Regions from separate parts of the Mus musculus genome. Here all the other regions are linked to region 2. The links are chromatin contacts, called in public HiChIP or PLAC-seq and promoter capture Hi-C maps. All regions are on one chromosome and are shown on one strand. Each heading gives the region's core, a stretch centred on a gene start, on an enhancer-like site or on the middle of the called end of the contact. The rest is flanking DNA. Distances are from core to core; before and after follow the strand shown.

What was found. Promoter capture Hi-C pulls out the DNA fragments that hold promoters and counts their contacts. HiChIP or PLAC-seq counts read pairs in DNA pulled down with a chosen protein or histone mark. Capture Hi-C pulls out chosen DNA fragments and counts their contacts.
Region 1: a contact with region 2 is called in a promoter capture Hi-C map of the HPC-7 cell line. The contact joins the enhancer-like site here to the promoter of Sfpq in region 2. A contact is called at or near these places in 2 of 39 promoter capture datasets (the HPC-7 cell line and pre-B cells), 1 of 484 Hi-C or Micro-C datasets (B cells), 2 of 115 datasets of contacts at active chromatin or transcription factors (fetal liver and memory CD8 T cells) and 2 of 9 other capture datasets (adipose tissue and liver).
Region 3: a promoter capture Hi-C map of liver shows a contact between it and region 2, with 4 times the contacts expected there. The contact joins the promoter of Adprhl2 here to the promoter of Sfpq in region 2. A contact is called at or near these places in 6 of 39 promoter capture datasets (the 3T3-L1 cell line, cranial neural crest, hippocampal neurons and 2 more) and 3 of 115 datasets of contacts at active chromatin or transcription factors (astrocytes, embryonic stem cells and memory CD8 T cells).
Region 4: a contact with region 2 is called in a promoter capture Hi-C map of adipose tissue. The contact joins the promoter of Col8a2 here to the promoter of Sfpq in region 2. A contact is called at or near these places in 1 of 39 promoter capture datasets (cranial neural crest), 2 of 115 datasets of contacts at active chromatin or transcription factors (memory CD8 T cells and pancreatic cancer cells) and 1 of 9 other capture datasets (adipose tissue).
Region 5: a contact with region 2 is called in a promoter capture Hi-C map of liver, with 3 times the contacts expected there. The contact joins the promoter of Thrap3 here to the promoter of Sfpq in region 2. A contact is called at or near these places in 4 of 39 promoter capture datasets (the C10 cell line, hematopoietic stem and progenitor cells, liver and 1 more), 4 of 484 Hi-C or Micro-C datasets (B cells, CD4 T cells and regulatory T cells), 5 of 115 datasets of contacts at active chromatin or transcription factors (Th17 cells, effector CD8 T cells, large pre-B cells and 2 more) and 4 of 9 other capture datasets (adipose tissue, embryonic stem cells, liver and 1 more).
Region 6: a contact with region 2 is called in a FOXA1 HiChIP or PLAC-seq map of pancreatic cancer cells. The contact joins the promoter of Eva1b here to the promoter of Sfpq in region 2. A contact is called at or near these places in 3 of 115 datasets of contacts at active chromatin or transcription factors (bone marrow-derived macrophages, extraembryonic endoderm stem cells and pancreatic cancer cells) and 3 of 9 other capture datasets (adipose tissue, liver and pancreatic islet).

Annotation. Positions count from the first base shown.
Region 1 is chr4:126,083,535-126,087,974 of GRCm38.p6, reverse strand. It overlaps Oscp1 (organic solute carrier partner 1), which reads right to left. Exons shown (of 10, transcript NM_172701.3): 6 at 4,251-4,379; 7 at 3,513-3,582; 8 at 1,293-1,432; 9 at 206-269. Among named protein-coding and RNA genes, the nearest start is that of Lsm10, 11 kb to the left of the region's middle. Within about 2 kb of position 1,809, at least 67 of the 459 cell types and tissues checked have an H3K27ac peak or open chromatin away from gene starts, as enhancers often do. A contact at or near this core is called in B cells, the HPC-7 cell line and adipose tissue, where this site is marked.
Region 2 is chr4:127,018,256-127,023,160 of GRCm38.p6, reverse strand. Sfpq (splicing factor proline/glutamine rich (polypyrimidine tract binding protein associated)) reads right to left here and starts at 1,860. Exons shown (of 10, transcript NM_023603.3): 1 at 941-1,860; 2 at 157-345. The coding sequence starts at 1,744.
Region 3 is chr4:126,319,484-126,323,908 of GRCm38.p6, reverse strand. Adprhl2 (ADP-ribosylhydrolase like 2) reads left to right here and starts at 2,206. Exons shown (of 6, transcript NM_133883.2): 1 at 2,206-2,467. The coding sequence starts at 2,239. Tekt2 (tektin 2) reads left to right here. Exons shown (of 11, transcript NM_001357262.1): 6 at 127-270; 7 at 438-552; 8 at 682-789; 9 at 946-1,089; 10 at 1,258-1,337; 11 at 1,490-1,788. The coding sequence ends at 1,703.
Region 4 is chr4:126,285,508-126,290,656 of GRCm38.p6, reverse strand. Col8a2 (collagen, type VIII, alpha 2) reads right to left here and starts at 3,863. Exons shown (of 4, transcript NM_199473.2): 1 at 3,727-3,863.
Region 5 is chr4:126,200,813-126,205,293 of GRCm38.p6, reverse strand. It overlaps Thrap3 (thyroid hormone receptor associated protein 3), which reads left to right and starts at 2,584. Exons shown (of 12, transcript NM_001356455.1): 1 at 2,584-2,724. It overlaps Gm25323 (a small nuclear RNA gene), which reads left to right and starts at 4,017; the gene lies at 4,017-4,119.
Region 6 is chr4:126,144,717-126,149,356 of GRCm38.p6, reverse strand. It overlaps Eva1b (eva-1 homolog B (C. elegans)), which reads right to left and starts at 1,354. Exons shown (of 3, transcript NM_172145.3): 1 at 726-1,354; 2 at 312-406; 3 at 1-121. The coding sequence starts at 378.

The DNA.
Region 1 (4,440 bases), core at 560-3,059, 940 kb after region 2:
TCTTCATGTATGTGTGTGCATCATCTGTATGTCTAGTGCCCACAGATCCCCTGTAACTGCAGTTACAGATGGTTGTGAGCCACCATATGGGTGCTGAGCACTGCTCTTAACCACTGAGCCATCTCCATGCTTGAAGAGCAAAAGTTTTCCAAGGAGGATAGTGCTGAGGAGGATAGGTCCAGAGCCCGTGAGGCCCCTCACATACCTGTGTAGCCTGTATGCTGATGACTTCATAGGACAACTCCTCCGGCCTGGACAGTGCTGCGTGTCTACAGGAGGCAGGAAGAGACAGGCCTAAGGTTACACGGTTCATGATTCCTCTTCCTAGTACGGTGAGCCACCTCATGAGAACATGGACACCTGTTTTCTCTGTGTCTCCTTCTGCCCTTTCACACCCCCCCCCCATCCTTATATTTCAGAAAGTCACATGTTTTTGCTTATCTGCCAACACTCTCCCTCTCTTCTCTCAGCAAGTTCTGAGGCCCAGGTCACATGGAGGCCCCTCCAATCCAGAGTGCAAATCAGCCTCCACTAAGACATCTGTGGTCCGTCAGTTTAAATGACTTGGGGACAGCTGGGGGTCCTACACTCCATATCTGTGTGTGTTCATGAGTGTGTGCCCGCGTGCCATGGCAGGCACGTGGGAGTCGGGGATGACCTGTGAGCGTCGGTTCTCCCTCTGTCCCGGAGCTGGAATGCAGGTCCTGGTCTTAGGGCCTTTAACTGATGAGCCATCTTGCCAGCTCAGTCCAGTCATCTCCTAACACATCCTAACACTTCTTGTTTAGCTTCCTTTTAGAGCTTTTGGGGGAGTGACTTCAGGAAGCCCCAGGGAGTCTGTATTCAGGGCAGCATGGATTGCTGGTCACTGGTGACTTTTGCATCTGTGCTTGTGTGTATTGGTCTGCAGTTGTCGTGTCTGTGTTCTTATCCCACGTAGGGGTTTATATGTGTATTTACACTCCATCTAAGCCACAGGGACAAGAATGCATTATATATCTTTAAAGAACGGGTTTAGGACTGGGGAACTGTCTTGGTTTGTGGGGTACTAGACCCAACATACACAAAAGCCCTGGATTTGATCTCATATAAATGGAGTGCGGAGGCACACACCTGTAATCCCAGCACCTCGGAAGCAGAGGCAGGAGGATCAGGACTTTAAGGCTACATAGTGAATTTGAGGCCATCTGGGTTATATGAAACCCTGTCCAAAAAAAAAAAAAAAAAAAAAAAGACAAAGGAAAAAAGAGAAAAGAAAGACAGACAGACAGACAAGCAGGCTTAACGCATACTCCTCTTCCTCATCGGTCGTAAACAGATTCAGTCGGAATCCTGGTTCAGGGCCACTCGGCTTCTTGATCTCCATCCCTCCCATTAGCCTGGCCAAGAAATTCAGCTCTTCTTTGGCAAGAGGGTTTGGAACAATGTTTTCCTGTAGAAACAACGGTGTGATTTGTAGCCACACAGGGCAAACACATTTCCTGCCAAGACCCCAGAGACGCAGGGAAGAATTATACAACAAAGCAAAAATAATAACAGCTTAAATTATTTCTGGGTACAACTAATGCACAGAAAGCAAGCTTAGCCGGAATAATAAAGCAAGCTCAGCAGCAGTGGGACTCCAGCAAAGAAGCAAACCACAGACTTTCAACTCTGAAGCTTAGTGGAATGCCCCAGGGACCACACTTCTCAGACTATCTTCCTCCTCGGGAGGAGAGAAGGGCCCTGCTTCCTCTTCAGTCAGGTCCAGTTCCCTCTGCCAGGCGGCTCCTGTCAGGCCTGCAGCTCAGTGGGTACCATTCTGGAGGAACTCCCATACTGCCCTCTGGTGGTGACATCCAGGAACACAGTAGGCCGTTCCTCTCTCACCACCCTTTCTAGACTTTACCTTCTTACGTGGATCTGGGCTCTACTCTTCACTACTGTCAATTCACTACTGTCAGTTACTGAAAACACACTCTCTTATTTCTGTCTTGCTTGAAACAAAGTCCCCTGACTACCGCATAAAGAACAAAATGGAAGCCGGGCGTGGTGGGGCATGCCTTTAATCCCAGCACTCAGGAGGCAGAGGCAGGTGAATTTCTGAGTTCAAGGCCAGCCTGGTCTACAAAGTGAGTTCCAGGACAGCCAGGGCTATACAGAGAAACCCTGTCTCGAAAAACCAAAAACCAAAAACCAAAACTAAAAAAAAAAAAAAAACAACAACAAACCCCAAAAAACAAAATGGAGGCCTGAAGAGATGGCTCAGTGTTTAAGAGGACCTCTTCCAGAGGTCCTGAGTTCAATTCCCACCAACCACATGGTGGCTCACAACCATCTGTAATGGGATCCGATGCCCTCTTCTGGTGTGGCTGAAGACAGCTACAGTGTATTCACATTTATAAAATAAATAAATCTTAAAAAAATGAAAAAGGAGAAAATGGAGCTCAATGGTGGCGCATGCCTTCAATCCCAGCGCTGGAGGTGGGGTGGGGTGCAGAGGCAGGTGGATCTCTGTGAGTTTGAGGCTAGTCTGGTCTACAGAGAGAGTTCCAGGAGTTACTCAGAGAAATTCTGTCTTGAAAAACCAAAAAACCCAACCCAAATTAAACCAAACCAAACCAAACCAACCAACCAACCAAACAAACAAAAAAGGAGTTACAACCTTCTCTAATCAGGCCCCGGTGTCGTCCTGTCCAGTAAAGCCTCTGCCGCCTGCTTCTGCGGCGAGAAGATGGAGCTATGTGGAGACTCGCTGCCGCTCCAGAAAGGATACTGTTTTCCTTGTTTTGCCTGTGCTCATCCCACCACCACGGCTGGCACCCACTTCTCCTCCCCTGCTATGCGGTGTCTTGCTTACTCCGGAGCCCTATTTCCGTGCCGCTGCCCCTGAAAACCATTGTGTTCCCTTGCCCCCTGCTCCCACCCCAGAGGACAGAGCGCACGGTCTTCTGGCGTAAGCTGTCAGTGTCTTTCCATCTCGCTGTTCGTTTCTACCATTGTCCTTCCCAGAGAACCAAAAGCCTCTTCGGGGTGGGACCACATCGACGCCAAGCTGGTACCCAACACCTTGGGACTTGGTTCCATGAACACTCAATAACTGAACAGTCCATGGTTTGTCCCAGAGTTTGCGCATACGGAACTCAGAGGGATGAAAACCTCATTTTAAAGGAAGGTAGAAGGTCCTGACGACCAGGAAGCACTTTTGACAAGGGATGCTTTGACATTTTCATCTGCATGCATGTATCTGCATGCATGTTGGATCCAGCAGCCACAGGCCTCTCGGCTCTGTTACAAAGCTATTTGCCATGTCCTGGTATTTGGCTCCTATTTAATTGTAATGAACCAGTCCCCATATTACCTAATTAGTCAGATCACTGGAAAGCTCTGAGCAAAGCCACAGTTAGAAATCTGGGTACATGTAAGGCTGAGGGGAAAGTTAACTAGCTTTGAAAGCCAAAGCCCCGCCCCGCCCCGCCCCGGGGCAGTGTGGGGAAAGAATCAAGGAGGAGAGGGAGAGAGCAGCAGCTCACCTGTGCCCTGGAGGCTGCGTTCTTGGATGTTGCAGACATGTGGGTTTCCACAGGACGACTCGCACTGTACCTGGCACCAACAGAAAACAGTGCTGTGACCCAGCCAGGTCGCTGACTCCCTCCTAATTGGTGGGCACACTGCTATTATTCTCAGATAGTAAAAGGCAGCCAGAAAGATGCTGTGAGTTCAGAACACAACTGAGTTGGGAAAAGAAGCTCCCAGTTTGCTTCTTCCCTGAGAAAAGGCCCCAGAAGGAACAGCACTGCGGACACAGAAAGTATCACAGGGAGGTGGTGTGGCCCTCCGCAGCAAAGGGACACTGGCTACTTCTCCTCCACGGTTACTTAAGATTCTGTATCTTTTGCCAGGGAGCCTTAGCGCTTGAATGTCACGTCACGGCTCCGACGTGCATTCTGTCTGGGGAAATGACTCCAGTGATCCACGGGTTTTGTTTCCTCCCCGGCAGGCTCTCTTGTACTCTAGGCTGGCCTCAAACTCACCATGAAGCCCAGGAAGACCTTGATGAACTGTTCATCCTCCTGCCTCCACATCCCTGATGCTGGGAGTGTAGGCTTGCACCATGAAAGGCTAGGGACCCAGGGCTTCGTGCCTGCTAGGCAAGCGCCCTCTTAGTCGAGTCACATCCTCAGTAGAGTCAGTGGGGGTTTCTCAGAGAACTTTTTAAAAATGGAGTGACCTCTGTGTACTCAAGTTCACTCTGTGGAGGGTTTGCTTACATGTTAGTTCCCAGTTTCAAGACTCGGTCTCCATAAAGCTCAAAAGAACCTTCCTTCTGGGCAGCAACATAGTCTCCGCCATGCCGGAATTTCATCTTCTTCACCTCTTTGCCTTTGACACTGAACACTCTGAAATGCACAGTGTGACATGATGGGGTCTTCTCTAGGTTGGGGCAGTCTCCAGGCCAAC
Region 2 (4,905 bases), core at 611-3,110:
CCAACACCCCGAGGGCTAAAGGTCTGTCTTTGAGGTCCTGCCCCAATGCACACTATTCTGATTTCTATTGATGAAAAAAACTTAAAGGCTCGTTAATTCTTCCCATTTAAAAGCATGCCTAAAAACTTTCACAAAAGGGAAAAAAATTACACTCACAAGCTTAATGAACCCGAACCCTTTGCCTTTGTTGATAAAAACTTCTCCGGGTTCTCCGTATTTAGCAAACAGTCTTTTGAATTCATCCTCTGTGATATCAGCAGGTAGATTCCCCACAAACAACCGACAGCGCTGTGTGTAAGTTTTTTCTCCAGGCCTCCGCAAGAGAGACAAGTTGGCTTTAAATCCCTAATAAAGAAATCGGACGGAATTCATACACCAAAGCAGGAAAAGTCTAGTGGTCCCAAAGTAGGCCATCGTGCATTCGTTAACGATCTCCCTTTTTTCCCATGAGGGCTAGCAGGTTGAACCATATTTGGGGATCCAACAGGATCACTAACTCTAATCCATATGAAGCAGAGTATACAAAATGCTTTGAAACACATCGCCTCTTTATCAGCAAACGCCAATCAATACACCTCTGACGTCAACAAATAGCTCTAAATGCAGACTAGGAAGACAGCACCAAGTTGCCCTGTTTTCTCCCAAACAGAGGCCTCCGACGTGCACTAGTTGGGTCCCAAGGGACCGGACCGCTAGCCTCTAGCGGATTACCGCCAAGACGTGAGGATGCCCTCCCGCTGGAAGCCAATCCCTAGCGGCCTCCACAGCCCGCCGCGCGTCCGCCCCGCCTGCGCAAGCATGCGCAGGAGCGCTTCCGGCAGGGGACAAAATGGAGGCCCTCTAGGCTGCGGGCGGGGGGGAAGAGGAAAAAAAAACGCCGAGGGTAGGCAGGCGCCGCCATCTTAGGGAAACGGACGGCTTTGCTCGAGAACCCGCTCACCTCCGAGTCGGAGATCTTCTCCTCCGTGCGCGGTCCCGGTCCGCCGGGAGGGGGCCCCTGGTGGTGCTGCTGGTGGTAGGGCGCATGATGCTGCCGGCCCCCACGGGGCTCGCCGCCACCTCGGTGTGGTGGCTTCGGGTGGCCACCAGGAGCGCCCATGCCCGGGCCACCTCCAGGCTTAGGCCCACCGGGCATCTTGCCGCCTTTTGGACCGCCAGGGCCTGGCCCCGGCTTAGGCCCCGGCCCGGCGCCCCCGGCGGGCGGTGGCGGAGGGCCGCCGGTCTGTGGAGGGGTGGTCGAGACTCCGCTGCTCGGCGTCGATGGGGGAGGCGGTCCGGGGGCGGTGGAGGGGACGGCGGGCGGCGGAGTCGGGGTTGGACCAGGGCCCGGAGGGGCGCCGGTGGTCGGGGGGTTGGCGGGCGGAGCCGAGACCGCCGGCGGAGGCGCACTGCTCACCCCCGGCGCCGAGCCGGGGCCTTGGGGGACGACGGGCTTGGATTCCTGCGGCGGAGGCGGGGGCTGTTGATGGGGCGGCTGGTGCGGCGGCGGCTGCTGGTGCGGCGGCGGCTGCTGCGGCGGAGGCTGCTGCGGCGGCGGCTGCTGCTGCTGCTGGTGAGGAGGTGGAGGCGGGAGCGGCGGCTTCGGGCCGCCAGGGCCCGGGCCCATGGGGCCGCGGTTCTGGTTGAGGCCCATGCCCGGCGGCGGAGAGCGGAAGTCGTGAAGGCCGCCGCGGCCGCCACCTCCTCCACGCCGGTGAAAGCCTCCACCGCCGCCACCGCGACTCCGGAACCGATCCCGAGACATAGCTGTAGTCAAGGGGCGGTCGAGGCAGAAGCGGAGAAGTCGCTCAGGGAACGTGGTTGCCACCTTGCTGAGCACAAAATGGCGGACGACACAAGCTGCGCGCCGCCTTTGTCCTCTTCTTAAATAGGACAGTTCGGCCTGGCCCGCCTTCCCTAGATTGACAGCTCGGACAGCCAATAGCAAGTACAGTACTTGATGATGAAACCTAAGTTTTTCCAATTGGCTCCCTAGTGAGAGGCGGGAGGTAGGGAGGGCTGGGATTTCCATTTGACCAATAAACGGATAAGAAAGTGTCTATACGCCTTTGTGATTTGTTGGAAGAAATTTGAATGGGCATGCCCTGCAACTTTCGCGTGAAATTAAATATCCAGGGCCCTATCAGCTCCTGATAGCGCTGAAAGGCTATTTTCTTTCCTCTTATGAGTAGTCCGCTATTCTTGGCTAACATCTTCGCTGGGTTCAAGGTTATAAATTGAACTTGTGCTGTCTCTTATTCCTACGCCAATGAAGTTAGAGTCAATTTCACAGAGTTTAATCTCAACGGTTTTACTTTTATTGAAACCCTATCAAAGGCTAGCAGATTGGCAAACACGTGAGCCCAAAATTTGGGAGGAGGAGGCACTAGTAATCAGGACTGCAAGTTTATCTTTACATTATCAATTACATTGAGTTCAAAACCAGCTTGGGCTACATGAAACGTAATAAAATAAAAATAATAAAATAAAATAGAAGCCCCGGTTGTTTTGGCATATGCCTTTAATCCTAGCACTCTGGAAGCAGAAAGGACTCCAAGTTCAAAGCCAGCCTGGGCTGCATAGTAAATTCCAGGACAGCCAGGACTGCACAAAGAAACCCTGCCTCCAAAAAAATTAATGAATAAATAAAAGTAAAGATTTAAGAAAAAGGAAGCCGGGTGTGAGTTCCAGGACAGCCAGGGCTATACAGAGAAACCCTGTCTTGAAAAACCAAAAAAAAAAAAAAAAAAAAAAAAAAAAGGGAAAAAAAAAAACATTATTTCATAGCAACACGTTTGTTGTAATACTATAAAATTTGCCATTAGGTTTGAGTGAATGCAGTCTTTGTCCAAGAGGGAAAAGTATGGAGAGAGCTGAGGACACAGCCTTTGGGGTTCTGGCTTGTGTGACATGCAGAAGACTCACTTTATTCTCCAGCAGAAGGGTAAATGAGGTAGATGTGACTCCATGTGTGTGTACAGTAACAATTTACAAGCACAAATCATGGGAGAGGAAATTGTTTTTGATTTTGTTCAAGACGGGGTTACTCTGCATAGCCCTGGCTGTCCTAGAACTACTTCTGTAGACCAGACTGGCCTCAAACTCAGCCCTCCACCTGCCTCTGCCTCCCAGGTGCTGGGACTAAAAGCATGCATCCACCAGGTCAGCCGAGATTTCCTTTTTATTCCCTCCCTTTAAAGCTTCATGAACATTGGGTTTTAACCGGGATGGGGCTGGTGCATGCCTTTGATCCCATCAGGCATGTGGTAGAAGCAGTCATATCTCTTGAGTTCTAGGCCAGCCTGGTCTACACAGTGAGTTTCAGGCCAGCAAGAAAGATACATAGTGAAACACTGTTGAAAAAAAAAAATGTTTATGCATGGCTGAGGCCATAACTCAGTCATAAAGGGCTTGAGGCCCTAGATTCAACTCTCAGCCCACAACACTAATGTTTTGTTGTTGTTTTCTTTTGTTTTATGATATTTAGGTATCAATAAGTACTGGTATGAAAACAAGCAGCTGGCAGCATCTCTTTTCCTTCAGATTTCCCAACCCCAATAGTGTTGAGCCAGGAGGATGGTTGGTTCATCACATACAGGTCCGGCTACCAGCTTGACAGTTTGAGTTCAGTCACTCAGACCCACAAGGTGAAAGGAGAGAACCAACTCCTGAAAACTAAGTTGACCTTGGGGTCCACACATGTCCACAGATGCATGTGCCCACAAACTACAACCCCCATTCTTCCCTCAGACCTTGAAAACCAAGGGAGGCAACTGTCTACCATGCAGACACAACCCTTCACCCGCAGCTTCCTGATACCTATACCCTTTAATGCCCCTCCTAGTTATTGTGTCTCCTTATTTTTATTTTTATCTCTGTATAACCCTGGCTGTGCTGGAGCTCACTATGTAGAACAAGCTGCCCTTGAACTCACAGAGATCTACCTGCCTCTGCCTCCTAAGTGCTGAAATGAAAGGTGTAAGCTACACACTTAGCTTTGAAGTCTTGGTTTTGTTTTGTTTTGTTTTGTTTTGTTTTTTAAATAAAGATTTATTTATTTATTTTATGTGAGTACACTGTTGCTGTCTTCACACACAGCAGAAGAGGGCATCAGATCCCATTACAAATGGTTGTGAGCCATCATGTGGTTGCTGGGAATTGAACTCAGGACCTCTGGAAGAACACTCAGTGCTCCTAACCTCTGAGCCATCTCTCCAGCCCACTTCGAAGTCTTATATTCAGGAATTTGTTTCATCTGTCTTAGATATTATTATTGCCTACAAAATAAGAACTTTGTTCTCTCCTCTACACTAACCTGATAAAAATAACTCCAAAAATTCTGTCTCAGAGAGCCTGAGGATGTGCATTAAATACTACTTTGTCTTGTTTTACTTTCTACAGTTTGGGGAGGGGCCATGTACACACATCTCACACACACACACACAAAAACAAGTGGCAGTCTAAGGTCACCCAAGTGTTATCCCCTAAGACAAAAGCTGTTTAGTCGAAGAAATCTAATCAGTATACCATAGGAAGTTTGTAATACATTTAAGAAGAAGAATAAGTAAATAAATAAATAAAATTATTTATTAGGTTTGAAACGTGTAGCGAATTTCTGTGCTTGAGAGATGTATAGGATAATTTTCACCTTGAAGCATTCTAAACGCAGGTGATCTTACCATTAAACACTGTAATTACAATACATGGAAGTTATAATTGTCCTTTGGATTTAACAGTAACTTGAAGGAATAATCTAGGATATCACTTAATGCCTTTAATTCTAACATCCAGAAATGTATGGAGAATGACTGCAGGTTCAAGGCCAGGCTGAGCTACATAGTTCTAGACCAGTCAGGGCTATATAACAAGACTTCTTCTAAAAACATATGTCTCGGTGGTATATGCCACCATACCCATCATAAGGAT
Region 3 (4,425 bases), core at 957-3,456, 700 kb after region 2:
ACACACACACACACACAAGCATGCGCGCACACACACATACCACAAACCTTCAGTATCCCTGCAGTCCAGTGAGGCTCGCGTCCTGGTCCTTGGGAGCCATGGCTCCAGTGTCTTCTCCTTCTCCAGTCTCCTGCAGGAAATTCGGCAGCAACTCAACTCTGACCACCGGGACAAAATGGAGACACTGGAGATCGACAGGGGCTGCCTCTCTCTCAACCTCACTTCCCCAAACATCTCTCTGAAAGTCAACCCCACACGCATCCCCAAAGAGTAAGACCAGTGTTTCAGTCAGTCCTTTCTGTGTGCCTTGTGTGTCCCTGTGACCTCCATTGTTTCCTTGTGTGTCCCTAGGACCCCATTGTTTCCTTGTGTGTCCCTGTGACCCCATCGTTTCCTTGTGTGCCCCAGTGACCCCCATTGTTTGCTTGCCTCCACAGCTCCACCACACTGCAGCAGTGGGATGAATTTACTCGATTCAACAAGAACCGGGCAGAGGCCGAAATGAAAGCGTCCATAGAGTTGAGGGAAGCCATTGCCCTAGCTATTGCTCAGGTGACTAAGCCCAACTCACCTCTGTCTTTCTTTCCACACTGACCACATGTTAGCCCTTCCCTGACTTCAAACAGCAATCTCACAAGGCCATGACACCCTCTTCTGGCCTGGCTCACCCTCCTCATGCAGACCAACAATGAACTGGACGCTCAGAGGGTTGCAACAGAATTCACCTTCAGGAAGCGGCTTCGGGAAATGGAGAGTTTTTACAGTGAGCTCAAGTGGCAAGAGAAAAATGTGAGTGTCACCACCACCCCCTTACCCTCCCCCAACCCCACCACCCTGCCTTTCCCACCATGCTGTGAGGCAGGGCATAAGGAACCCTGCCCTGAAGCTTCAGTTGGGAGCCCTAGTGTGAGTCTTGCCGGTGGAGAACAGTAATGTCTGCCACAGACCTTAGAAGAGATAGCCGAGCTGCAGGGAGACATTCGGCGCCTGGAGGAGGACCTGCGTAGAAAGATGATGAACTTGAAGCTTGCACATACCCGGCTGGAGTCCAGAACCTACCGGTCCAATGTGGAGCTCTGCCGGGACCAGGTACAAGGGGCCCCGGTGGGGACCACCCCTGTCTGCTAAGGAGACCTCAGTATTACCCCTCTTCGCACGTTTCTTGTGGAACAAGCATTCTGGTCCAAGGCAGTTATGCGACCAGCTGAAGGGTCTTGCGGCTGAACTGAAAACCCCATCCTGCCCCTCTGTCTTCAGACACAGTATGGCCTCATTGATGAAGTCCACCAGTTAGAGGCAACCATCAATACCATGAAGCAGAAGCTGGCCCAAACACAGTAGGTTTAGAGAGTGGGCAGGAATAGTGGGGGGCACTGCTCAACCATGGGGCCGTAGTGCCTGCTGGTCTCTCTGGGCTTTATGCTGGTGAGATGTCCTGGCCCCTGCAGCCTGATGTAGGGCTCTGAGCTCCCGATGCTTTGCGTTACAGGAACGCTTTGGATGCCCTGTTCAAGCACCTGGCCCGGATACAGGCTGATATCGCGTGCAAGACCAACACCCTGCTCTTGGACACCAAGTGTATGGACACCCGACGCAAGCTGACGGTGCCGGCTGAGAAATTTGTGCCCCAGGTGGACACCTTCACGCGCACGACAAACCGCACACTGAGTCCACTCAAAATCTGCCAGCTGGAGCTAACCTAGGCTTTGGCGGCTGAGGGAAGACACAAGATTGGTGGGAGGGGGGAGTAGTGAGGGGACAGTAAAATAATAAAAATGGAGTTCTCAAGCCAGGCTCTTTTCTGCTACCCCATGAGAGTGGCTGACCGAGTGAGACAGTCCACTTGAGCGATGGAGTCGCCTAGACTTCATAGGGGTCGAGTCCAAAGCGACTCCAGAAGGAATACGGGTGTAAAGATACAGGTGATCGCCCGCGGGCAGCAGTGGCTTTGAGTGGGCAACATTCTTGTTCAGGTGCTTTTCAAAGGGTCCTCCGCGGGATTTTAGGGAGCTGTCGGCCGCATTTGTGGTGCCATTTACAAATGAGAAGGTAGGGAGCGCCAAAGCGAAGCGTGCGAGTACTTATGGGGCGCTGAGACTCCCAGCCGTTGAGTGGCGCTGTGGGGTAGGACGTAGGCTGAGACTCCGGGCCACAAGGGGGCGCTGTGGGGCCGCGGGGAAGAGACGACCAAAGAGGCGGCAGCATCGATGCCGGAAGTGGCGACTAGTCCGCGCGCGGATGGCGGTGGCTGCGGCGGCAGCAGCTACAGCGATGTCGGCGGCGGGGGGCGGCGGGGCAAGTGCGGCCCGCTCCATCTCGCGCTTCCGAGGTTGCCTGGCGGGCGCGCTGCTGGGAGATTGCGTGGGCGCTGTCTACGAGGCACACGATACCGTCAGCCTGGCATCAGTCCTGAGTCACGTCGAGAGCCTGGAGCCGGACCCGGGCACGCCGGGCAGCGCGCGGACAGGTGGGCGGGGCACCACCGATCGGGTCCCCACCCCTGGGCGAGGGGACCGAGACTCGGGGGCGCGCGCGCAGACTAGGCTGCCGAGGTGGAGGCTCCTGCGGCGAGCTCCCACGAAGTCACGAGGCTGAAGGCCCCTGGATCGAATCGGTTTGCTCCAGCTCTCCGTGGTTGTAGGTCTCCAGCCATGACCACATTCAGAGCGCAGGCCTCGCCTAAAACCTTGGCTAGAGCCAGTTCCCGCGTGGCCAGTTCCGTCGTGACCAGCTTTCTCAAACTGCTGGCCCGATGTGGGCGTCGGCGAGGGCTGTCCCTAGCCTGTTAAGACATGTCCCTTCCTTTCGCTTGCAAACGCAGCTTGTCCTCAGATTCCAGGTCAGATGTCAGTAGAAGACTTGGTTCTTCTTGAAGAGCATGTAACATAGTAGAAGGGGGCCGTCGTCAGAACCCCAGAGGACTCCACGAGTTAAGAGGCATTTAGAGGTAGGGGAAGGAGCGAGGAAGGACGGGGTGTGCCGAGAAGTAGGAAGGATGGTAACAAAACCAGAGGAAAGAATTTCAAGACTAGGACACTGGTGTGTTACAGAAAAGTCAGGGTAGTCTGGACCCAGAAAACCATGTCGAGTTGGTCGAGAACATGGAAAACGGGTGTTAAAGGAAGCAGAGATAAGACAAATTTTATTTCATTATGGTTTGGTAAGATGGAAAAAAAAAAGGTGTGTTTTAGGTTGAGTGGTAGTTGGGACCCTGTGGCTGCAGGAAACACATTTTAAGAGGGTCTGAGTGGAAAGAACTGACAGAGTCCAAAGGAAGTTCTGGCCTCCAGCAGTGCTAAGTCCAGGAGTTCAACTCCTAACTAGCTTGCTTGGTTCCTCTTGGCCTTGAGTTTCCCTTTGGGGGGAGCTCACTTTGGCAGTCTCCTTTTCCTACAGTATGGTCCCAGTAACACTGCAGAAGAGGTTCTCCTTGGGGCTGGAGAGATGGCTCTGCAGTTAAGAGCACTAACTGCTCTTCTAGAGGTCCTGAGTTCAAATCCCAGCAACCACATGGTGGCTCACAACCACCTGCAGTGGGATCTGATGCCCTTTTGGGGGTGTCTGAAGACAGCTACAGTGTACTTACATATAACAAATAAATAAATCTTTAAAAAAAGAGAGAGAGAACGAGAGAGATTCTCCTTTGCTCCAACTCTACGAACATTGCAACTTGAGTCTGGAGCCCAGTCCTACATAAGGGACTGGCAATAAGAGATGGATGCCTTCAAGTTGCCGTCTAACTAGGCAGGAGGTCAGTCCTCCAGCTAGGACTAAAGAAGAACGGCTCCCTCAGGAAGACCAGGGCACAGAGCAAAAGGAGGGAGGACACACAGTGCCCCCTCACTCACAGACATGTGCTGAGCATATAGAGAGAAGGGCAAAGAGCAACACCTGACCCCAGTGAGCGAGGGTGACCTTTACCTATGACCAGGCTGGCAAAGACTAGGAATGTGTTTACAGCTATGAACGTGGGACACAGGGGCCACCTGAGAAGAGGGGAAATGGAGTTTGAACAACAAGGAGGGAGTGGACTGGCTATCTGAAGGATCCGGGAGGCACTCATTAGACGAGTCCATTCTCTGTAACTGTCTTCTCTCAGTGAAGCAAAGGTCCTGTCCTAGCAGGTTAGTAGCCTCTTTGAGTGTGGCATGTTAGAAGTATCAGAGTAGGGCTGGGCGCACTCTTTTAATCCCAGCACTCGGGAGGCAGAGGCAGGTTCATTTCTGAGTTTGAGGCCAGCCTGGTCTACAGAGTGAGTTCCAGGTCAGCCAGGGCTACACAGAGAAACCCTGTCTTGAGGGGTTAAAAAAAAAAAAGTACCAGAATATGAATGTGGTGCCACACACATGTGACACCACCACCCCCACCCCCCAGCACTCCAGCACTTACAAGAAAGAGGTGGGAATATGTCAGCAAGTTTGAGGT
Region 4 (5,149 bases), core at 2,614-5,113, 730 kb after region 2:
AGCAAGTACGCTGACTACTGACCTACCCAGCTCTGTTGGGTGAGCCATCAATCCCTGCCTGGTACTATCTCTACAGGATTAGAAATATGTCAACAGGGGGCCTAACAAACAATGAATCCGCATCTCTGTGACACTCTCTCAATGAGACAGAAAGAGGAATTGAAATTACAGGGTGCCTGGGCTGGAGAGACAGCTCAATGGTTAAAAGGACTAGCTGCTCTTTCAGAGGACCTGAGTTCAATTCCCAGGACCCCACGGTAGCTACTGACTGTGACTCAAGTTTCACGGGATCTAATATCCACTTCTGGCTCCCAAGAGCATTGATCGCATGCACGTGGTGCACAGACACACATGCAGGCAAAAATCCATACAATAGATAAAATCTTTTTAAAATAAAGGGGAAAAAATGAGAGAGCTTAAGATAGTTTTGATGAGGTTCCCTCCACCCCAGGTTCCTGATAAGCCTGTGAGAGAAGGGCATGTCTGTGGAGAAGGGCCTGAGCCCAGGCCGCTGCTGTCTCTCACTTCTGCCTCTGGTTGCTATGTGACCCCAAATGATCTCTCCTAAGGCTCTAATCCCATCCCTAGATGGCCAGCAATGCTGGCCTGGCTCTCCCTGTAAGGTATTCACCAGCTCCCTGATGCCCCTGTCCCCCCTCCCCCAGGGCTTTCTACTCTCTAAGAACAGACACACCCGTCCATCCTCGTGGGAATGCTTAATCTCTCAGTCAAAGCTCCTGAAGAATCTGCATGATACGAGGTCAGTACGTCTATGCTTCATGATCCAAGCAGGGAGGTGGCAGAGGTGGCGGCCATACTGTTCAGAAAGTTCTAGGAGTTACTTGTATGACAAAGGTACCTGGGACCACCGCTCCCTCACTTTCCCGCAGGTTAAAAAAAAATTAGTCCCAGAAGGGGAGTTTGACAATAGGGAAACTGAGGCACAGAGACAGGCAGTGCCAGTGCCAACTCTTGAACCTGCGTATCTCTTCACTAGAGATCTGCTGTCTATACCTTTCCTACTCTGGAGATGATCAGAGAACAGAGAGATCTAAAATTCTCTCTCAGAGAGCGTGGCTTCCCTTGGGCACGTGTGCGTGTGTGCGTGTGCGTGAGTGCGTGTGTGTGTGTGTGTGTGTGTGTGTGTGTGTGTGCACTTTCTGGCCTTTTAGATGTCCCCTGGCTTCTGTCCACACTCAGTGCCTTTTAGAGACAACCCCCAACTCATGGCTATACCCAGCTCCAGTTCCCAATCATTATAGTTTAGGAAGCCAATCTCATGCGTCCTGTGAGGACAGGACACAGTGCTGCAGTGCCTGTCCTCACAGCCTGGCCTCTACTGATCCCATAATAGATGAGTATATCCTTCCTTTCCTTTCCTTTCCTTTCCTTTCCTTTCCTTTCCTTTCCTTTCCTTTCCTTTCCTTTCCTTTCCTTTCCTTTCCTTTCCTTTTTCCTTTTCTTTTCTTGGCTTTTTGAGACAGGGTTTCTCTGTGTAGCCCTGGCTGTCCTGGAACTTGCTCTGTAGACCAAACCAGCCTTGAACTCACAGGGATCCACCTGCCTCTGCCTCCCAAGTGCTGGGATTAAAGGCATGCGCCACCACTGCCCCCCGCCCCCAGATGGGTACATCTTTATCAATGCCTCCTCTCGTCCCCATGGCAACCACTTCACTTAGCTACCTGTCTCCTTACACTGTCTGGCCTCCGCCAAGATCTCCCTACCTAGAAGAAGAATGGGTCCCTTCATGTTTAGCAAGGAACAGCCAGTCACTCCCAGTCTGTGCCACTAGGCAACTCACACCCGGGTCTCTAGATAATAACCTAAGAACCCTGACTTCAAAACAGTATGGTCCCTCAACTCCCTACTGTGTGACCCAATGGAAGGAAACTCTCCTTATCGTGGAAAGCCTTACAGAGTTACCTCAGATCCTCCTCTCGCCATACTCGTAGCCCTGCCTGCAACTGGTTTGTACAGTACCTCCCTTCCTTGTGTGCCTCAATGGGCACCCAGAGCCCATAGGTGCACTCCACACGAGAGATGTTGGTGCCTCTGTTTCATCCACCCGACTCTGTAAGAGCCTCAGGACCTGCTCCTCTGAGCCGCCACTTCCCTACAAAGAGGCCCATGCCTGTCACTGAGGATCTGGAGTAAGCTTCGGGCCAGCGGGGCAGGGAAGTTGGACTCACATCCTTTGGTCTGGCTGGGGCCCAGAGCGGGGAAGCAGTGGGGTTTGGGGGCTTGGGCTGACAGCCGGGTTTGGTATCTTTTCCCTCCCTCTTGCTAAAAGACGCATTCCCTTCCCTCCTTTCTTTCCCTTCCTCTGGGCCAAAGTGGAACCGCTCATGTGCACAGGGGTAGACGAAGTGAAACCGGAGAGACCCCAGTGAGCATGTAGAGTGTGAACCGGTGCGTGTGTACAACTATCCTGTGGAAGTATGTCTGGCTGGACCACATGGGGGCTTGCTGTGTGTCTGTTGGAGACCGCGTGTGCACATGCGTGTCATTGCTTTAGCGTTTGTGGTAAGAGTGTGGTCCTGTGTGTCTAATGAGTCTTTCCTCAGTGTGTGATTATATGTGAGTCTCAGTGGGAGGGAGCGCGGCTGTATGTGACTTATCTTTTTAGAGGGCTCTGTGTATCCATGTCTCCATCTGTATTCATCAGATCAAGGGGAGGCCAGACTCCCCACCAAGACCACCAGCTCTCTTTGTGACCCCCCCCCCCCACACACACACACTCCTCCCCGGCGGGGGTGGATCCCTTTGCTCAGGCCAGTGAGGATCCGCTATCCCTACTGAGAGACCCTATCTGCACACCCTCCAGCATCTCTGTCCTCCCCGCCCCCAGCTTCCATGGCAGGCAAGTGAAGGAAGACTTCTGGGCTGGCAGGGTACCCTGAAAGGTCAGATGCATTTCTGTGTGAGGAGTCTAGGCTGTTCTCCCGGACAAAGTGTTTCTAGCAGATATGCGCGAGTGTACACACACACACACACACACACACACACACACACACACACTCCAAGCAAACTCAGATCCCTCCCTCCTGGGTGCAACTCCAGAGGTCTTCTGGCTGATAGCTGTTCTCTATCTCAGAGCCTCCTGGGCTCAGTGTGGGGGAGACACCGGAAAGCTATTCCAAGGACCTGGGACCCCAGCCACTTTTGGTCAGACACAACCTCCTCAGTCCCTACAAGTCTCAATGGGCGTGGGGGTGCAGAGCCTCTGGCAGAAACATTCCTCAGAGCCTGTCTTCAGTGTCGGTAGATGTTGCCAGGTTACTCCAAATAGAAAGAACTTGGGGGTAGAGACAGAAAACCAAGTAACTTGGAGGTCGCAGGAGAATCAGAAATGGCAGAAAGATGGGGAGAGAAGGTAAGGTAGACGTTGATGCTCCCTTCACCTCCCCTTCTCTCCTCAACCTCACCTCGAAGGCAATTTTGCTATTCCCGTTTTTTTACAGGTGAAGCGAAGTAACATACCCGGAGCCACTGTCCAGTGTTGGAGAGGGAGGAAAGGGAGGAAACAGGGAGCTCTATCTTCGTTACGTCCAGGGGACGGGTGAGCACCCCCTCATCCTCCGGCCACCCCCCAGCGCTAGTCGCCTCCAGGTCCTGTCCTCGCACTGGGGCCTGAGGCACAGCGCCCCGTCGGGGCTGGACACCTGGCTGCATCCGGCCCTCGGGGCCCCCACCAGCCCAAAACCCCGCAATGCTGCCCGCCTTTACCTGCAGGGCGGCCTCCGGGCGGCGCTCCGGCGCTCGAGGGCGACCCGGATGGCGCAGGCTCGGGGCCAGGGCGTCGTCGGGGTCCGCACCGCCAGAACTCCGCGTCGCTCTGCCCGCTGCCCCGCTGCCCCGCGCCCCGGCCGAGTGGGCGGGCGGCGGGAGGGGCGCGGTGGGGCGGGGCCTCCGCCTTGCTCTTTCCACAGCCACAGCCAAGGGTGCGCGCCCCGCCCGTCCGCAGCGCAGCGGGCTAGCAGCCTCTGAGCTCCGCGGACCCCTGCCCTAGACGGCTGCAGGAGACAACGGCGCTGCAAAGAGGGTGGGGCGCACGGAGTGGTCCATGGGGCACTATTCATAAGGAATCCACATAAGACTCAAGACTCCCCCGACACGGTGACCTAGGTTGAGCTAGGAGGACTCAGCGGGAAGGAAAGGAGGTCTTGAGGGTCTGGTGAGCTGAGCTGGTGTAGTGAACACAGGCAGGCAAGGGCCTTACTGAAGTTGGTTAGATGTTACCTTCAGGGAAATGGGGAGCCATGGAGATCTCTGGAGTGACCAGATCTGTACTTTGAAAGAGCCAGGTCGCTGCTGCACAGGTAACAGAGAGGGCCACGGGGAGTCCTGGGATGGTCCAAACATTTAGACATGCATTTTGGAAGGAAGGTCATCCCAGAGAGGAGCTGCAGCAATGAAATGGACAGGATTTGGGGGCTGGGGAGAGGCGTCTTAAAAGAGGGGAGGGAGAGACACATGCCTTTCATCCCTTTCATCCCAGCACTCAGGAGGCAGAGGCAGGCAGATCTCTGAGTTCTAAGCCAGCTATGGTCTATATTAGTGAGTTCTAGGAAAGCCAAGACTACATAGATCTTGTGTGCTGGCTAGTTTTATGTCAACTTGACACAAACTAGAGTTATGTGACAGGAGGGAACCTCAATTGAAAAAAAATGCCTCCATAAAATCCAACTGCAAGGCATTTTCTTAGTTAGTGATTCGTGATGGAGGACCCAACCCATTTTTGGTGGAGACCATCCCTGGGCTGGTGGTCTTGAGTTCTATATGAAAGCAGGCAGAAACCAGTGGTGGTGGTACCAGCAGCGGCAGCTGCACTGGCACATGCCTTTAATCTCAGCACTAAGGAGGCTGGAGCAGGTAGATCTCTGTGAGTTCAAGGCCAGCCTGGTCCACAGAGTTCCAAGATAGACAGGATTACACAGAGAAACCCTGTCTAGTAAAACAAACATAAAAGGAGGAGGAGGAGGAGGAGGAGGAGGAGGAGAAGAAGAAGAAGAAGAAGAAGAAGAAGAAGAAGAAGAAGAAGAAGAAGAAGAAGAAGAAGAAAAGAGAAGAGAAAAGAAAAGAAAAAGAAAGGAAGGAAGGAAGGAAGGAAGGAAGGAAGGAAGGAAGGAAGAAAGAAAGAAAGAAAGAA
Region 5 (4,481 bases), core at 1,335-3,834, 820 kb after region 2:
CAATCAGTCAACCAACCATAGGATGGAGACACACACATCACATCAAATTAATTAGAAAGTGCTCTAGAGAAGGGAAGGAAAATTTAGTTATAGACAGGCTAAGCTTGACACTCCTGTGGGAAGTCAGGAAGCATGGTAGCTCCCAGACATTTAGAAATGAGAGTTAAGCAGCTAATCACATCAATGGATGTAAAGGCGCTGTGAACACAGGGGATCAGTGGAGGAGAGTAGGGGACTTGACGAGACTGGATGAGAAGAGAGGGTGAGGACCAGACCCCTGCGACAGTTTCTGGGCCAGTGAAGAGGCAGATGGTACTCGTCTAGCTTATCAGTGTGTTTGCAGTATTTTGCACTAGGCATGGCATGTAGTAGACATCCAGAAAACCTGCAAACTGAAGTTTAAATCGAAACCGAACGTCTCAAGAGGAATTACAGAGTATGCAGCTCACAGGAAATGCTTCACAAGTGGGGAAGTATGAATTACGTAGAATACTACTGAGGCCAGAGAGCTTACAGATTGAGTTGAGCTTGGCGACTTTTCTCTCGTGAGAAAAGTTTACCGATCGATGTGTGTTTTGTCTGCTTTGGCCTGGTATGTGGAGAAATTCATCAACACTCATCATCCCTGCTGGGGCTGCTCTGGTGCTGCTGTTGGTGTTGGTATGCATGACAAAAGCTGATGCACATGAGAACTGGCTCGTCTTGGGACAACCAGATCTTGGGGTACAGAATTTAGCATTTAATACCAAACCAGACCGACCCTAACATCTGTTCTCAAAGAGCTCACAGTCTGCTGGTGACAAAACAGGTGCTTTAGTAATTATAGGTGTAGTCCCTGGGCAGCACACCTAAGGAACTGTCTAAATGGCGGCAACTGCTTTCCCACCTCAGCCATCACGAAGTACCACCACAGCTGGGGCATCAAGTCTCCAGTGTCCGTCAGGTCAAAGCCGCCTGCAGCTGGGAAGGTCTTCCTGTTCTAATCCATGGGCTCAATACAGGAAAGAGGGTGGGGGAAAGCCACCAATCCCTGAGCTCCCCAAGTTCAGGACTTGAGATCCCACCAATCCTTACTCCGGAAATCTCTGCATGCCCTGAAAAGCCCCGCCTCCGAATAAATCCTATATATATAACCCCTGTCCTTCGTTCACTTGCCAGGAGCAGAAACAGCCACTACTCTTCGAGTCTTTGTTCTGTACCCCAAACCCTCCCAATAAATCTGCTTTATGAGATTTGCTGCCTGGTATGGCTTTCTCATTGGAAGAAGCTAAGAAGAAAAGAAGCCATGAAGAGAAGAAGAGAAGAAAGATCAGGGCTGAGGCTCCCGAGCTGCAATGCCTCTGCTGAAGAGGCTTCCTCTCAGAGCGTAGCGGTTCCTGGGCCTTCCGAATCCCTGGATACCCTTCCTTCCATCTGAACAGGAACAGTTTCAATAGCTACAGCAGTACAGTAGCTCGTAAATGCATGACAGAAAAGGTGACGTTTGAACGCTTACATGTGCAGGATTCACTAAGGCAAGCAAGTGCAGAGAAAACCAAACTGCTCTAAAAAACCTTAGTGACCATGTGAGAAACAGCCTCGTAGTGACTTAACATCTGTAAGCTCAGCAGTCATGAATGAGGCTGAGACGAAAAGGCTGCCTTGAGTTTAGGGGACGGCCTGTGCTACCCGGTGATTTCCAGGACAGCTTGGCATACAACGGGAGATTCTGTTCTAAAAATTAAAGTTAACAAAAAACAAAAAAAAACAAAAAACAAAAACCAAGGAGAAAACACAAATCCCAGGGTTTCACTTTCCAGGACATTTGTGGTTCCACAGGTACTAATATACTTCCTGGGCCCATGTTCTTAAAAAACTTCTCTGGGCCAAGTTTGAGGCCAGCCTGCTCTACCTAGAGTATTTCAGTATACCGAGAACCCTGTCTAGAATCCCCGCTCCCCATGAAAAAAATCCCCAAACTAAAAACCTCTTTGGGCTCTTATTGCCATTAAATGGGACAGGAGGTGGCTGTAGGAGAGACCGAGATCCAACGGACTTCTGGGTCCCCTGAGATCACACTATCAAAACAACTCTTCTCCATTTTGCGTTGCGTTTTCTGGGTTCCGGGTGATCAAGTGCCTTCCTTTGTCGGGGACCTCCCAACAACTCTGTGAGGTACAAATTATGAGCCTCACTTTATACAACGATCTGTTCAAGGTCAGAAAGCAGGGGAAGGGTAAGGCACAGAACGAATGCCAAGAGGCCTGATGGCCACCAAACTAGAGACTTTCCGGGGACGTAAGCAGAAGACGAGTGGGTGGGGCTCGGGCCCTCCCTCAGTCCCCCGGAGAGGCCTCTCCAAAATGGTGGGGGCAGTGGCGTCAGCAACGCCCGGGCCCCTTCCGTCCACCTCCCTCCCTCTTCCTCAGGCCACCCAGGCGGGAGCGGGGGGAGGGGGGAACGGAGGCGCAACGCAGTCGCCCACGTGACCGCCGATCTTCGGGCGCGTGACGCAAAGCGGCGGGCCCAACGCTCGCTCTGCCTTGTGGGAAATAGAGTTCGAGAGGACGTCCGGTGAGTCAGGAGAGAGAAACCTAGGACTACATTTCCCAGGAGGTAGCGGAGCGAGGCGGTAGCCGCCGTCGTCGGAGAGCGGGGACGCGGGGCGCGCTAGCGGGCGGGGGCGAGCTTCGGGCCGGTTGTGCCGTTGCGAGATTGCAGCTGTAGTCGCTCCGGCCGGTCAAGGTGAGTGGACGCAGTTGATGGGAGTGAGGACAGCTCAGCTAATCTCTGTGTGTTGGGGTTTTCCTCTTTTCTGGGCGCCGGCTGGGCCCCGGCGAGGGTTAGGCCTAGCGTGCGGCGGCTTCCTCCACGCTCGGCCCGGGCCTGCTCCGAGCGGGCCCTGCTCCATCGGCTCCTCCCCCTCCCCGCCCTTCTCCGCTTCCCTCCGCTCCGGCCTAGTTCTCCGGGCTCCGGCCGCCTTCTCTCTGAAACAGCTTGCACACTTCTGTGCACTGTGCGGGAACGACGGCTTCCACCAACTCCATCTCCCCCCCGCCCCCCAAATCCTGTTTTACGAACCTCGTTATTTGAATTTTTTTTTTCCGGGAACTCTTGCACGCCCTTCCCCCACCAGTCTCCATTGGCCTGGTTCTGTCTTCTAGGGCCCATGTGGCTGCTAGCACACTAAATGTTAGTACTTCTTCTGTGTTTGTTTTTTTTTTAAACTTGTTTGTTCTTTTGTTTTGTTTTCTTCCTCTCTTGGCCAAAAGAGGCCTATTCCAAGTTTATTTCCTATCGGAAAAATAGTTCCCACTTTCTTCCTTTGGTTGCAAGTGAGGCCGACTTGCGTTCCTTCGGTGATTGGCGTGTGCCCTGCTGGTGAGAAGCAGTTGTGTCCCACACTTAAACAACTTTTCTCTTATTTTCTTTGCTCTTGTGATTCTTAATGGGTGGAGCGTGGCGGCGGTAGTTGGCGGCAACATTGGTGGCCCAGAAGTTGGAAGCCATCGGTGAGAGTCCTATGTTAACGAGGAGCTTGCTAATTGGATAGAAACAATATGGCAAGGACGTTATAGGACAGAGCCAAGAAAGACGGCTTTATCAGCTTTTGCGTTTAAATTTCAGTTTTTACTTTAACGTACTTAAGTTTTTTTGTTTTTTTTTTTCTTTTTCTAAAATGGCAGTGCACAACCCTGGCTACCTTTAGTGTAAATATTCAACGAAATTCACTGACGGTTAACCCCTTGTTACCGGGTATGGGAGTTTTCGATTGTGGGTCCTAAGTCGAAAGGCATGTATCCAACTGTCTTTTTTCAGATCTTTCCTAGTTTTGTTTGTGGAAATACTGTCCGTGTGTAGTCAATCCTATTATTTAGACAGCTTAGGTGTATATATTATTCTGTATAAATGTTAAAGACGGCTGGTGCCTTGAAACTTGTGGAGAAAAGTTGGTCTTTGTAGTTTTTAGTTAATTTGCAGATGTGTATCTTGAATTAATATTAGTACTTAGTGAATCAAAAAGTAATGCAGCGAGCTTGCTTTGGCAGCACACATACTAAAATTGGAACGATACAGAGAAGATTAGCAATGGCCCCTGCGCAAATGCAGCTATTTTGGCATGATTGCTTTTTTTTTTTTTTTTTTTTTTAATTTTTGTTTTGCCTAAGACAAGGTCCAGGCTGGCCTCTGAACTCTGTATGTAGCTGATACTGGCCTTGAACTCTTGAGCCTCCTACCTCTACCTTAGAGCGGCTTTTGCCCCTACACCCAACTTGTTTTTGTGTGTGTTGTTTTGTTTTTTGAAGACAGGGTCTTACTGTGTATCTCTGGTTGACCCAAGATTCCAGCCTCCCACTGCCTCGCAAAGGTGAGCCCACCACTCTGGTTTGATTACATTTTGTAAAAAGAACTGGTTGAAGGTTACTACATGTCTGGATGGCTGGGTGTGGTGGTTCTTGTCTTTAATCATAACACTCCGAGGCAATGGTAGGCAGGTTTCT
Region 6 (4,640 bases), core at 105-2,604, 870 kb after region 2:
GCAGGGGTCCGGGGTCGCGAGCGAGGCGCGCAGGAGATGCTGATGACCAGCAGGCATAGGGTCAGCAGCAGGCCGAAGCAGACGCCAAGCACGAAGTAGAGGCCGAAGCTCTCGGGGTTAGCTAGGGAGCAGGGAGCGGAGGTCACAGGGGGCCCTGACAGGCTGGAGTCGTCCCATCTGGGAGAGATCCAGGGTCTAGCTAGGCTTGGGGCAAGGAACGGAAGGGCTGCAAGGACAGGGTGAGCAGCTAGGAGTGGAGGGCTGCCTGGGTTATGATGGACGGGCTCCGTGCCCCCAGGCCTGGCCCTCACCTCTGATGTGCGCATAGGCTGCCAGGCTGTTGCTGAGTAGCTCCATGTCCCTTCTTGGGGCATCCATGCTGCTGGGATGCAGCTCGCCTGTCAGCCTGCGAGGTCACCCAGGTCAGGTCTTCCAGAGCCCAAGGCGCTCGCTCCTCGCGTAGCTCCTCCACCCTGGGGTGGTGGTGGGGCGAGGGAGCGGTTCGCCTCACTGGATCGCAGATCTGGACTCTGCTAGTCCTTGTTCCCCCGCAGACGCCTCTCCATCCCCGGGAGCGGCGGAGAGGGCGCACACGCTCCGCCCCCTCGTGGGGTCCCCAGGCGAGGCCCAGCGCACGGAAGGGCGAGGCGGTGCCTCGGGCTCCCCTTCCACCTCCCTCCTGCACCCCTCCACCCGCGGGGCCTCGGCCGGCCCGGCTCGCTCACCCGTCAGCGTCCCGCAGCCTCGCCCCGGCAGTGGCGTCTCCCCGGTGGCCGCATACACCCAGGCCGGGCCGCCCCGTCCGCCTTACCAGGTTCGCACGGCGGTGCGGCCGGACACCGCGACGGACCAGCCGGCGGAAAGTTTCCTCCGAGGAAAGAGGAGGGACGGGGCGGGGCGGGGAGGAGAGGCGGGGAGGAAGAGCGCCTGGAGGAAGGGGAGAGGGGGCGGCCCCTGCTCCCCTACAGGAAGCCGCTGGGGAGGGCGCTCACAGGGTCCGCCCCCGCCAGTACTAACAACAACATTAGTTACTAAACATCCCTAAGGCCTGGAGCCCCTGGCGGCAGGTTACCTCCCCTCCCGCTTCCCGTAGACATCCCTTCATTTAAGCCAGCCAACCCTGGAATGTGGCTACCATTAAATCTCCAATTTGCAAATGAAGTAAACTGAGTCAAAGATCTTGAAGACCTTTGCCACACGGTCAGGATTTGAACCCACAACGCTCTTACTCTAGCGCGCAGGCTCCAAACTACTTTCCTGTGCCTGGCTCCTCCTGGGATGAGGCGGGTCCAAACCCCTTCATCCTTCCAGACCTTCCTAGACCTAGTAGAGGCAGCCGGCACCCCCGCGTCCTTATTGGTTTTCCTCGGAGAAGGGATCTCTCAGCCCCTCCTCCCAGTGCCCTGGCTGAGTGTGTCCAGCTGCTGTGGTCACCCAAGGTTAATGATTGTCGGACTCGGCGGTGAGCCAGGTCCCAGCATATTGCAGACCCCAGCGGGGGCCTCGGCGCTAGGGAACAGCCTCGCTTGCTTTGCTAGCCGGACCTGCCCAGAGTCACACGTGTGCTTCCACCTGGGCTCAAGGCTGGGACCGAAGTGCGCTGGGGGGGATCTGCAGCTGGCCTCTTCTTTCTGCTTACTCTCCTGGCCAACCCCCTTCCCCTCCCTACGCTGGAGCTGGGGTGAGGGGGAGGCCTTCTTGGCGGGAATCTTGGGAAGGAGGAGGGAAAGAATGGCCAGAGGAAATTGCAGGCATAGCTGTAGGCGCTGCCTGAAGCCTGGAGGCCATTAACCCCTTCCCTGTTCAAGCTGCAGACCCCGACTCCTCCAAGCCCGCCTGGGTTCAAGTAGGGGTCAAGAGGAGATGGAGAAAGGACCAAGCTGGCTCAGACCTGGGTATTTTTGTGTTTAGTCTGCTTTGTAAGCATGCGTTGGCCCATGCGTACTTACCTATTTGCATATAATGCTGCCTCAGCATTTTAGTGTGGCATAAGTTCCAGGACAGCCAGGGCTATACAGAGAAACCCTGTCTCGAAAACCCAAAAAAAAAAAAAAAAAAAAAAAAAAAGGAATTGCAGAGGTCAGAGGTTACAAGCCCTCAGGAGGCAGGCATCTTCAAAGGGGCTGTGAGGTGTCATGAAGGTAGTGGAATGCATTAATGTGATGGAGAACATCTTGAGTAACTCTCACAGAGACGCCCCAGGTAAGAGCTCAGTCCTGAGGAGAGGGCAGCCATGCCAGGATCTCGGGGAGCCTGTCTAAGGCAGGATCAAAGGGTAGGATGGGAGCATGAGTGGAGTTTCTGGCATGCAGAGACGGAGCTAGCATGAGAGGTTCGAGGGGAAAGTAACTGATCGGAGACCACACAGGATTTGCAGATCACTCAGGAGCTTGGATTTCATTGGAAGTGAAGTGATAACCCCTGGAGGCTTAAGTTAGAGAGTGTCAGTCCCCACGCCACACATTGGAAAGACTCCTGAAGCTGCTCAAGATAGGCTTGGCCACAGCAGGGCAAGAGTGGAAGCAGAGGGCAGGGCGTGGTGGCGCACGCCTTTGAATCCCAGAACTTGGGAGGCAGAGGCAGGCGGATTTCTGAGTTGGAGGCCAGCCTGGTCTACAAAAAAATCTCAGAAAATTCACCATGTACCATGTAGACCCAAATCCCTTCCTGTCTCCAAAAAACAAAACAAAAAAACAAAACGAACAAACAGTAGAAGCAGAGAGAACAGTGTTGCAAATATTCAGGAAAGGAGTGGTCTGGGTGGTGGTGATGGTGGTGAAGAAGGAGGAGGAGGAGTTGGTAGTCTGAAGGGAGTTGCTGTGTGGACATAGTTTTGAGTGAAGATAGTTTTCGAGGCAGGCAAGACAAGATGAGATTAGCATCCTGGAAATAGGTGGGTCACCCAGTTCCAGAGAACAGGGAGAAGGGAGTCTGTCTAAAGCCTCAGCCCCTGAACCCATACATTAAGGGGTCTCCTCTACAGCAGACCAGCAAGATGAGAGGAAAACCAGGCAGGAGCAAGGATGGGACCCTCTGGGTTCTAGCAGGCAACATTTCAACATCATCAGTGATGCCTGTGGGTGAACATGGCCAGCCCTGTCCCTCCAAGGCATGTGTGGCTTAAACACATACAGAATAACTAGTACTGGGAATGTGTTGACAAACATGGCCTGCCAGCCACTTACATATTAGTGTGTGCTGCGGTTTAGCTTGTACAACTGTATGTAGTGAGGAGACTGGACCTGACTTTGTGTGGCACATACCTGTTCTCTGTGACATCCGCATGGCTATCCTGTGGGGTTTGACATGGGCTTCCACGACGCAGTCTGCATCGCCGAGCTAACATCTCTGTGTCCACCTCTGGATCAGATGTGATCCGTCCTCGGGAAGACAGGCTGAGACAAGGGGAGTATTGAGAGTACTGGACTCTGCAGACAGGTGCGTCCTAATAGAGTGTTACCTTCTTCAGCAGGCTGCTCGTAGCTAAGCATGAGAAGTGACTCCGTGGCCCTGATGACTCAGAAGCAGAGTTCTGGAGAAGGTACCTAAAGCCTTCTTCGGCTGAGATGGCTGTCCACAGTGGCCAGCTTCCTGCACCTGCCAGACGTAGTTCTGTCCAGCCTCTTGTTTCTTGCTGGTGGCTGGACTCTCATCCACTGTCTGCATCCTGCATCCACCTGCAGATCTCTGCTTGTTCTACCAGGGCTCCTCTGCTTGCCTGGCCACTTGTCCTTTGGCTGGCCCATCTCTGTCCTCCTATGTGTGAGATCAGGAATTGGTCATCTTGGAAAGGCCCAGGGAGGAAACAGGAAAGGCAGGTCTTGGCAGGTCACAGCGGGAGGGGGGTGGGTGGGATGGGGGCGGGGGGGGGGTGTTGAGAGATCCAGACTGGAAGAGGCCTCGGGGCCCTGGCTTAGCCAGAAGGGAAAAGGGGACTCACTCAGGGCCTCCTATGGCTTGTCAAGTCTCTCAGTGTCCCCATGACCCCAGCACTAGTACACTGGCTAAGAAGGGGGTCCCGGGTAAAATTTGCTCGGGTAAGTGTAATTATAACAAATATGAACTGCCTTCTGTTCCAGGCATTCCCTGTGTAGTTTGTAATGTGGCTCCCATTTGACAGAGGAGAATGAGGCTTAGCATTTTGCCTTTAGGCTCACAGAGGTACAAGTAGTAGAGCCCGGATTTGAACTTCTGTAGAGTCAGAGTCCCATAGAGGAGTTTGTTATGAAAAAAAAAAAAAAACACTCAGCTGCCTTTCTTGGTGTGTCCCACTGTGCTTGCTATTCATGCTCTGGAAATGAAACTTAGCCAGTACCAACTTTCACATCTAAGTAAAATGTGTCATTTTGTCCTGTGATATAGAAATGGCATGTATCTGTGGTTTACTGCTAGGAAGGTGAGAGTCGTGTGTGACTGATGCTAGAACATCACAGTAAGGGTGATGTGTGTTGTGATTGGTAAAGCTCAGAACAACATGAAGTACAAATTCCATCCATGTAACACAGCAGTGAACAGTCCCAGGAAACAGCTGGGCCTGGTGGCACACCGTCCCAGCTCTTAGGAGGCAGAAGCAGGTGGATCTCTGTGAGTTTGATGACAACCTGGTCTACAAAATGAGTTCCAGGACAGCAAGGATTGTT